Regions from separate parts of the Zea mays genome. Here region 2 is linked to region 1. Evidence: chromatin contacts called from public Hi-C data. All regions are on one chromosome and are shown on one strand. The core of a region is the stretch at or near the end of the contact, and the rest is flanking DNA. Distances in the headings are between cores, read along the strand shown.

Region 1 (5,430 bases), core at 323-2,822:
GTTTTTTTTGAAGAGGAAAGAAAAAAAAACCGGCGCCCAGCTTTTGTGTTTCTGAGCACCGTCCACGTGGTCATGTGGCTGCTGGACACATTCAGGATCGGAGCCTGACTTGTCCATTCACTACTTTCAGCATCTCAGCAAGGCGGGCATCAGCCACGCCGCATGCGTTTTTTTTTGCTTTTGCAAGGCCCTCATCTGCTCTTTCTTCTCCCAAAGAAAGAGCAAAGAACTCCTACCTGCTCTGCTGCTAGGTGATGGAAGACGAACATAAGGCCTCGGGTTAGGGCTGAAAACGAATCGAGCTCGACTCGTCCATTTCACGAGCTAGAGATAGCTCGGGTTGAAGGTGACTCGTCATCCACACCCTCATATATATAATTACATTATATAATAAATTATTAGTATATAAATATGAAATATATAGATATCGTTCATCATTACGAGTAATCTAAATTATGAATTATCACATATATATCATGAAACGTTAAGTAACAAACTGACTATCTATAAAATTATTCAATATCTATCATTATTCTACACTTAAGTAATTTGGCATTCGGGTCGCTACGGCAACGAGCATAAAAGCTCCCGCGGCTCGCTTGAGTCTCAAACTTTTTTTTCTAGCCTTACTTGCGTTGTTCCAATTAACTTGAAGGAAGGAAATCTCTACAACTATTAAGAGCCATTTGTAGACTGCCCCCGCTCCCGTCCCGCAACGGCCTCCCGCACCGCACGGCAGCACGCCGCAAACCCCTGCGCAATAGCTGCCGTCCAGCCCCCGCCCCTGCTCCCCCACGCTGCGCGCGTCCGTGATGCCGGGGATCTGCAACCCCCCATCCCCTAGCCCCCTCCCCGCCCCTGCTCCCCCCACGCTGCGCGCGTCCGTGATGCCGGGGATCCACAACCCCTCATCCTCGTAACAACCTCGGCGTCGTCTGCGAATGCCGTTCAGCAGCTTGGGGAGGAGAGAGAGAGAGTGCGTACAGGAGAGAGTCGCCGGCGACGAGCCCCGACGGGGATGCCACGAAGCAGCAGGACTGCGCGTCCTCCGCCACGCCGCATTCTCCTCCGCCGGCGGGCTGCTGGAGCACCTTGTCGAGCGTGGCGCGGAGGCCAGCGGCGACGGCCTCGTGGCTCCTGGCAACGCCCAGCCACGCCTGGCCCTCCCCGGCCAGCTGCCGGAGCCGCTCCTCCAGATCCGCGCCGCGGCGGCGGGCGCGCTCCAGCTCTGCCTCCGCGGCGCGGAGCCGAGCCTCCGCCGCGCGGCCCACGGCCGCGACCACACCCCGCGCGTGCCGCCGCCGAGCCTCCTGGAGCGTCGCGCGCATCCTGTCCGTCTGCAGCGTACAGTGTGGGAAAAAAAGGATCAGAGACACCGTGTACGTCGACGAACAAAGGATTTACTGTGACGCAACGCACGCACCTCGACCCGCACCAGCGCGTCGACCTCCACGCCCTGGTGGTACAGCTGCGACAGGACGCCACTGGCCATCGGGCGGCTGGTGTTGGGGCTTGACGAGGACGACCGCCATGAGGGCCTATGCTGGACACCCAAGCATGTCTCCAAGGCCTTCCGCGATGGCACCCGAGGTACAGCGGTCCCACTGCTTCCAACTCTCCAATTTCCCTCTCCCCTGACATTGTGGATCCGTCTGTAACTGTCGTCCCCGTGCTTTGTCTCTCTGTGGAAAATGGTGTCTTCCTTCTTACTATCTCGTTCTACACCCTCCACATGCTTGCACGGTGTTTGGGTTGATGTTCATGTCAGTGTTAATATTCTAAGCAATCACGCCTATCTTATAAGATTAGTGACCACAAATATATTCACTTTAAGTTCTTGTTGGTACAGTCTTGCATGTGGTTCCAAAGTGTAGTTTATTACCCATGTTTCTTCCTGTGAAAATAAGGCTATATAATTTGGTCAGCAAAAAAAACAAGGTTAAATATGTTGTTTGCTGGTATTTTTATGTAACCTATATGTTTACATGTTATTTGCAAATACCCCAGCAGAAAGTTATATGCACACTAACTAACTGTGTTGAATGCATAAAGCAGGCGCACAATCACACCTGCCTGGATGGCACTTTGGCTATTCTTTTTCCTTTTTAATAATAGAAAAAACAGGTAAATTATATATGCAAATAACCGTTGGAAAAATCCTTCCTTGTGAGCATTGCTAATAGTTTGTGAAATTCATCTATATGCATGGAAACATCTTGCAGAGCATGCAGGGCTTTATATCCCATTAGACAGAGCACATTAGACGACAGAGTGGTGTCAACTTTGGGCATATCGGGAGCTAGGAGAGCAGGGGCGGCAGGCTTCTGCCATGGTCATTTTTTTTGGTTTTGGCTCCCTCATGTGCAGGGCCGATGCAAGCGAAGGTGATATTGAGGGCCCCTTTGGTAGGACTTATTTTTCAGCTTCGGTTCTGACTCATGCAAAAGTTATGCCAAACACCTCTTTTTCAAATGGCTTCACCAGTGAAGTGCTTTTCCAAAATGAGCTAGAGGGCATGAGCTAAAAAAGTGGCTCACCCGGCTTCAGCTCACGTCATTTTTGCACAATAGCCCTCCCACCAGTCCAAATTATTTTTTTTGGTCCTGCCCTCAATCCCTAGCCACGTACAGGAGAGATAAACTATACAAGGGTCTTTCTGAAAAACAACCTATAAGCCGTTTTGCCAAATAATTTTTCAGAATGGCTTTGGCTCATCTAAAGAAGTGGCTTCACCTCGTGAGCCAGAGCCAAAGTCGTTTTTGGAGAAGCCAGAGCCCTGCCAAAGGGGCCCTGAAACATCTAGAGAGGAGGGGCTCAGCAGTATCTGAGAGAGCTAAAACTATGTAAATTATTTAAGGGGGTGTTTGGTTTATAGGGACTAATTTTTTTGTCCATCAATTTTATTATATTTTAGTCCCTAAAATATTAAATATGGAAAATAAAACTCTATTTTAGTTTAACTATTTAGAAATTTAGTAACTAAAATGAAATAAAATAAAGGGACTAAAAATTAGTGATGGAGTACCGCCAGTGTTAAGCCAGTAAACTGGCGCATGCTGGTCCAGAGTAATTAAGGTAAGAATGTAGGATATGGAGACTGGTAAATACGTAGGGTTGTTTTTAGTTATTACTATACTATTTTGTAATGTAATTAATGTTCGTCGCTACTTCCCAGCAGTGGTGTAGTTGCTCCTGATTTGTTCGCCCATCATGATGTACATGATCATCACTCATGTTCTCTCCTTACATGCTTAGGCTTCTGATCGTTTTGTAGCTGTTGTGATAGAGATCTGACAAGTCTAAGCAGGAAAGTGTGTAGAACTCCCCGCTGTCAAAATGTAATTATTTCTGGTGAAATCTAGAGTTCTGTAGAAATTTTGCATTCCATCAAACAGTCAATACATTACACATGCATTTGTCGATTGTTCTTTTCGTTGGAAGTAGTTTGATCATTCCCATATGTTCATACCTAATGCAATAGTCACTTTCGGATTGATGTGGCATTACACGAACATAGTTCTTATTTTTAACCCATGTTCATTGACTTGCAGATTCTGGAAGCACTTACAGCAAAGAATTGCCGAGAGGACTTTTCGCAGGAATCATTAGAGACACTTGGGGATTCTTTTTTCAACTATATTACAGCCCAACACTTTTTTGGCAAATACAAAAATCAGCATGAAGGCGCTCTGACCAAGATGAATAAAAATGTGATCTCGAATGCAGCTTTATGCCAGCTTGCTTGCAGTAACAGTCTTGCGGTAGTCTTACCTAACCTGGCTTCTTTTTTGAAATCTTAAGTTTTGTTTACGTGAGTTGTCCCTAGAATCGTAGATTTGCAAACATAATCTACCGAATACAGCAGTTTGGATCAACATAGTATCTGAATTTGCTCCTGATTGTATTCTATGCAATGTCGTGTAATATACTTGCCTGATTTATTGTGTTTCCCTTATAATTGCCGTGTAATATACTTTCCCGATCTATTGATATAATGTTGTGTTAATACTTGCTTCATATATAATGTCATGTAATATCTATTAATATATCGCCTGATTGTATCAGAAAATCGTGACTGACTGTTTCCCTTGCCTAATTTATTGTGTTTCCTTTTTTATTCTGTGTTTTCTTTCTGAGGGCATGCATGATTATATTCCTCGAGCTTCCGATTAACCTCGAGCTCTGGACATCACAATTAAAAACCGTTCTCGTAGCTCGTGCCGACAATGGCGACCTCTGTTGAGCGGCACCTGCCCCCCCCACCCGTGGTCGACCATTGTGCCTCCCAAGAGCTTCAACATGTTCTGCTTCGGTGGCCCAGGAGGCAAGCGTCGCACCCGCCCCGATTTTGATTCCATGGAAAAATACAACATTCCCGCCGGACTGGCGATCATCGTACCTCCTGTGCCTCGAGGTGGAGCCAGCCGTCTGCGACTCGCGTGGCGAGGCCACATCTGACGCGTGGGTGCGGCGCCACCCGGCGCTTGTCCGGCTCACGGGCAAGCACCCCTTCAACTTAGAGCCTTTGGTGTCGTGGCTGATGGCGCACGACTTCATCACCCCGGCACCGCACCACTACCACTACTAGAAAAATGTCGGCTAGAAACCGACGTTCTTACTCTAATAGATCAACGTTCTTATGTTAAGAATATCGGCTTACCGACATACTTAACCGACATACGTGGTGGTGGGGCTCGTGACTCTCGTGAGACGCCCCGCCAAGCTGACCATGGAGCAGCTGGTGACGGAGTTCGAGGCCTTGGAACTCCCCGTGACGCTGGTATGCGTGGCCAACCAACATAAGGAGCATAACAGGGTGTGCCAGAAAGTGGGCTTGAAATGGCCTCAGTGCCATCTCCACGTCCATGCAGTGCGGCACGCGCCTCTACGACATGCTGTGTCACTACGGCGTCATGGGCGCCACGGACGACGTCGTCAATGTGTGCTTCAATACTGATTCTTTAGAAATACTAAAACATTTATAATTTGGAACAGTCTTACCACATGGATTTAACATATCATAGTGATGTTTGTATTTCTGTATCTATGTTTTATACTAAATTTTAACTCCCGTGGCAACGCACGGGCATCCACCTAGTTAACTTGAAGGAAGGAAAGATGGGAACCTACTCCATGTCTAGTTTTAAAGGCAGACCAATTAGTTTTTTTTAAAAAAGAAGCTGGTAGATGTGGTAGCACAAAAGTCATGAACTGCACGCATGCTGCGACTAAACCACTCTACAGTATGCATGTCATGTCGCCAAGGCATGATCGATCAGTCTGTGTCCGAGGCCAGAGCCAGAATCGACAAAAGACAAAGAGCACATCTCCTCGTAAATAACCCATGATGCATGCAATGCATGAGCTGCTAAAGCCTACTAAGCACGCTTGCCTTTTTACTAATAGTACTACTAGTTAACTATATCTGCT
Region 2 (5,417 bases), core at 1,836-4,335, 150 kb after region 1:
GGGGTTCGTAGGCTGGCCCCCGAAGGGTTCGACAGCCGCCTCAGAACGCGCAGAGCGAGGGATGACTCTGGGTACGTCCGATACATGGCCGAGGCTCGGGCTATGCTCCCGAGGTACCCTAGGACATTTCCGAGACCCACAGGAGCGATTTTGTAACGGAATCCCATCAGAGGGAGGCATCGAGCCCTCGGACCCTATCAAACGGGACCGGGTCCGGCAAATCTCCTGCAGGTACTTTTGGAGCGCGCCTCTGGGCCACTAGCCGATCCTTATCGAATGGGGCACGGGCGTCCACTCGGATCACCCGTTAGCAACTCACTGGAGACACCATGTTCGACGCCCTCCGAGGGCAACATGGAGCTTCCCCCCCTCCTCCTTGCGGAAAGGCGACGCAGGGGCATATGAAAAAGGCTGAGTCAGTCCTTGACCGTCCTCTCGCTCTGTGCGGAGGCTCGGGGGCTGCTCTCGCAAACCCGACTCCGGCCAAACTGTTGACAGCGTCAACATACTAGCCCGAGAACTTGGAACCTGACTATGCACCCGAGCAACGACCAGTTCGCATGAGGGAACAACCAGACCGGCCGAAGCATCACGAAACGCGCTAAGACCTCGAAGGAGTCAAACCACTCCTCCGAGGCCTCGGGGGCTACACCCGGCGGGTGCGCTCGCGCGCACCCACAAGAACGAAACGCAACCGAGAAAGGCCGGTCCCCTTGCAAAAAAGTGCGACAAAGCCTCCAAGCGAGTACCAACACTCCCTTCGAGGCTCGGGGGCTACTGTCGGGGACCATAATTAGGGGTACCCCTAAGACTCCTAATCTCAGCTGGTAACCCCCATCAGCACAAAGCTGCAAAGGCCTGATGGGCGCGATTCAGGTCAAGGCTCCGTCCATTCAAGGGACACGATCTCGCCTCGCCCGAGCCCAGCCTCGAGCAAAGGCAGCCAACCCAGGAGGATTCACGTCTCGCCCGAGGGTCCCCTCAAGCAACGGATGCACCTTCGACTCGCCCGAGGCCCAGCTCGAGCAGGCTTCGCGGAGAAGCAACCTTGGCCAGATCGCCACGCCAACCGACCGTATCGCAGGAGCATTTAATGCAAGGATCGACTGACACCTTATCCTGACGCGCGCTCCTCAGTCGACAGGGCCGAAGTGACCGCAGTCACTTCGTCGCTCCACTGACCGACCAGACAGGAAAACAGCGCCGCCTGCCCTGCTCCGACTGCTGCTGCTCCTCAGTCGACAGGGCCGAAGTGACCGCAGCTAAGTCCAGCCTCGGGCGCCATAGGAAGCTCCGCCTCGCCCGACCCCAGAGCTCGGACTCAACCTCGACGCCGGACGATGGACTCCGCCTCGCCCGACCCCAAGGCTCGGACTCAACCTCGACGCCGGACGACGGACTCCACCTCGCCCGACCCCAGGGCTCGGACTCAACCTCGACGCCGGACGACGGACTCCGCCTCGCCCGACCCCAGGGCTCGGACTCTACCTCGACCTCAGACGATTGTCTCCGCCTCGCCCGACCCCAGGGCTCGGACTCTACCTCGACTCCAGACGACGGTCTCCGCCTCGCCCGACCCCAGGGCTTGGAATCTACCTCGACCTCGCACGCCCGCCTCGCCCGACCACAGGGCTCGTGCTCAACCTCGACCTCGGAGGAGCCTTCGCCTCGCCCGACCTCGGGCTCGGACCGACCACGTCGCAGGGGGGGCCATCATTACCCTACTCCCAGCTAGCTCAGGCTACGGAGAACAAGACCGGCGTCCCATCTGGTTCGCCCCGGTAAACAAGTAATGATGGCACCCCGCGTGCTCCATGACGACGGCGGTTCTCAGCCCCTTACGGAAGCAAGGAGACGTCAGCAAGGACCCGACAGCTCCGACAGTTGTGCTCCTACAGGGCTCAAGCGCTCCTCCGACGGCCACGACATCACATGAACAGGGCGCCAAAACCTCTCCGACAGCCACGACGACAAGTACATAGGGCTCTGGCTCTCCTTTGCTAGACACATTAGCACATTGCTACACCCCCCATTGTACACCTGGGCCCTCTCCTTGCGTCTATAAAAGGAAGGTCCAGGGCTCTCGCACGAGAAGGTGGCCGCGCGGGAGAACGGGCCGACGCACAAGGCTTGCGCCCTCTCTCTCTCTCTCCCTCGCGAACGCTTGTAATCCCCTACTGCAAGCGCATCCGCCCTGTGCGCAGGACAACATGAAGGCCGTGGTTTCCCCTTACTGTTTTCCCCCTTTGTGTTCCGTCTCGTGGCGACCCATCTGGGCTAGGACACGCAGCGATAATTTACTCGTCGGTCCAGGGACCCCCCGGGGTCGAAACGCCGACAGACACGTAGAATGTAATTAGTCTATTTTTTGTTTGGTTGAAAAGCATAATAGAATGGAGCAGCCTCGTTTATTGTTTGCTTGTAGAGCTGTACGAGTGTGGAGGAGAGGAGAGGGACGAAAGCGCTTGCATCATGTTGTTTTGGTGGAGCGAGCAAACATTCAGAAAATAAGAATGAAGGCATTCCATTTCCTTTGGCTCCTCAATCAAACACTAAGGGCTAGTTTGGGAACTCTAATTTTCCAAGAGATTTCTATTTTTTTAAGAGAAATTAGTTTATTTTTCAATTGGAAAATAGAAATCTCTTGTAAAATTGAGGTTGCCAAACTAGCGCTAAGCGAGAGTACGAGGTCGCCAAACTTTTTCCACAATTAAATGCTTGAACGACTACGGCGACACTATTAGAGTGTTTGGTTTGAGGAATTATACCATCCAAATTAAGGTGGTGCATCATGGGCTCATTCCTCAGATTTAGTGGGATGACTTCATTTCTTATATTAGTACTAACTAACTATGAGGAATGAGATGGTGATGGATCAACTAATTCTATTTCATAAACCAAACAAAAATAGTGAGAAGTGAGAAGAGAATCGACTAGTTCATTTTTTAAACCAAACACGCCATGTAATCGCCGGCCGGCGTGTGCACGGATCCATCGGATGCTTCCTAGCTCCCTGCGGGTCACCATGCGTGCTATAATCATTCGATCCCATCGGGACAGGTTGTGTACGGCACGTCGTCGTCTGCATCTAGTACAGTATATCTGCTACTGCGATCCGTCCTTGGCAACTTTTGTCTAACAGAAGCTCTGAGAGCTGAGCCCATCGAAGAAGAAGAGAAGAACGTAGAGTAATGGGCGTGTCCTCGTCCTCGTCGTCCCACTCACACAACGATCGAGAAATTGAAGGCGGGCGAGAAAAGCAGTAGGGACACACGCGCACATTTTCTTCCCGCGCAGCCTGCAGGCAGCCGCTGGAAGATCAAATCGAATCGAATCCGGTCGAATGGGTCGCCGGAAGCAACAAACGCCGGCCATGTTTTTCTCTCCGTGTTTGGTGCAGACCTTCTCAGACGCTCGCTTTTAAAGTTCCAGTACGGTGGTTTCTTGTTGTAGTGAATTTAATTTAACCAAGGACAAGACAGAGCATACGTCGTCGTAGGTACAATATCCTCTTCTCTTTCTAGATAATCAATCACGCTGTCATTTTCTGCGCTACTCTTTCCTCTGTCTCATGTCTTTGGCTTTTCCATGGATGTTGATGACACTCCATCCAGGCCTCGACGTTGCAAGCACCTGCCTTAGATTCAGTAGCTAGCTCGTACCATCGTTTTTTTAGTTCTTTGTTTCATGGAATAATAAGACTACACAAGAGGCAGTTGGTAATTGGTAGATATATTTTTGTCAAAAAAATCACAGGTACAAAGAAGTGTTGTATCCTAGCTAGTATCGGCGTATCTGTTTATACGTAGGATTCAACTATTTACGTGCATGATCACTATCGGAATTCGGTTCTTTACCGAGTATCAAATGAATTGCTGGGTGTTTTTTTCGGGACTCGTCAAAAAAGATCTTTGTCAAGTGTCAAACAAAAAATCTTCGGTAAAAAAAACATCACACAAAAAAACTATCGTGCAAGGAAGCAATTTACCGATGGAGTATACAATTAGGACTTCTAAATTGATAAAAAAAAGTTACGACATTACTCTATGACTTATGATACTAGGAAATCTATGTCGTGCAAGAAAGCAATTTACCTAGACATATCTCTTAAAAGACCCCCTTAACCACAACTTTTAAAATTAAGATTGTACTTAAAGTATTCTAGCTAACGAGTTTTGATGAAGCCATCTACGATCTGATCTCCTGTGGGTACAAAATTAATTGTAAAAGCTTCTTTGCAAGCCTTTCTCTCAAAACATAATAATCAACCACTATATGTTTAGTTCTGGTATATATGAAACATGGGATTGGAAAATAAATACTTTGCTCCCATATTGGCACACCACATACGCATTGCCTTTGAACTTTCAATCTTGAACTCCAACAAGATCGAAATCCACTATATATGATATAATATTTTAGTATTTACCAAAGCCTTGTACTCTACTTTAGTACTTGATCTGCTTGGCGCAATGACATATTTTCTTGCACTCCAAGAGATGAGATTAAGGGCCAAAATACAACAAAGCCGCCGGTAGATCTTTCTATCATCTAGCTAATGTGCCCAATCTGCAACTAAATATGCACTTATTGTCAAATATGATGGCTTGAGTAGCTTGAACGCGACTTTTAAACTTGATTTCATAAATTATAGTATCATCTTAATTGCAGCCCAATTAATAGTAGTAAGAGTATGCACTACTAGACACAACTGCTTTGACGAGTGTTTTAGGCACTCGGCAAAGCCCACGAAACTCTCGGCAAAAACTTTGCCGAGTGTAACTCTCGGTAAAAATGTCTCAGTGAACTGTACATTAGCCACGACTTCTTTGCTGAGTATTTTTTGTCGGGCACTCGATAAAATCTTTACCGAGTGCCAGCTGGTGCCCAACAAAGAAAACTCATCGTCACGGCGCCAAGTGATGGTGATGGAGCCTTTGCCGAGTGCCTGCTGGCCTGGTACTCGGCAAAGAAGGCTGCAGTGGGCCCCTTTGTCAGTCCATTTGTCGAGAGCTTCGGGGGGCACTCGGCAAAAAAGCCACCTTTGTCGAGTGCTTGCTAGATTGACACTCGACAAAGAAGGCTCTAGTGGACCCCTTTACCAGTCCCTTTGTTGAGTGCTACTGGAGGCACTCGGCAAAGGGAGCTTCTTTGCCGAGTGCCAGGACTACAGCACTCGACAAAGAAGATTTATTGGTTCTCAGGTGTGTCTTCTTTGCCGAGTGCTATGGTCATGGCACTCGACAAAGAACCTCTTTATCGAGTGTAACACTAGGCAAAGTGACCAGAAAACCTTTTTTATTTGTTTTTATTATTCCATCCAAAATAAAAGATATATATCATTGACATCACATATATCATAGAATCAACACATGTATCATCAACACCATATATCTCACAAATATCACCACATCACA

The links. A called contact is a pair of places that touch in the nucleus more often than the background predicts.
Region 2: a contact with region 1 is called in a Hi-C map of ear, with 4 times the contacts expected there. The contact joins the enhancer-like site here to the promoter of LOC103648929 in region 1. A contact is called at or near these places in 2 of 25 Hi-C or Micro-C datasets (ear and tassel).

Annotation. Positions count from the first base shown.
Region 1 is chr2:135,404,950-135,410,379 of Zm-B73-REFERENCE-NAM-5.0, forward strand. It overlaps LOC103648929 (probable BOI-related E3 ubiquitin-protein ligase 2), which reads right to left and starts at 1,573. Exons shown (of 2, transcript XM_008673305.2): 1 at 1,424-1,573; 2 at 909-1,337. The coding sequence starts at 1,492. The coding sequence ends at 909. It overlaps LOC100279722, which reads right to left. Exons shown (of 2, transcript NM_001152681.1): 2 at 5,283-5,430.
Region 2 is chr2:135,550,151-135,555,567 of Zm-B73-REFERENCE-NAM-5.0, forward strand. No RefSeq gene overlaps it. Among protein-coding and RNA genes, the nearest start is that of LOC103649114, 64 kb to the right of the region's middle. Within about 2 kb of position 3,086, at least 6 of the 20 cell types and tissues checked have an H3K27ac peak or open chromatin away from gene starts, as enhancers often do. A contact at or near this core is called in ear and tassel, where this site is marked.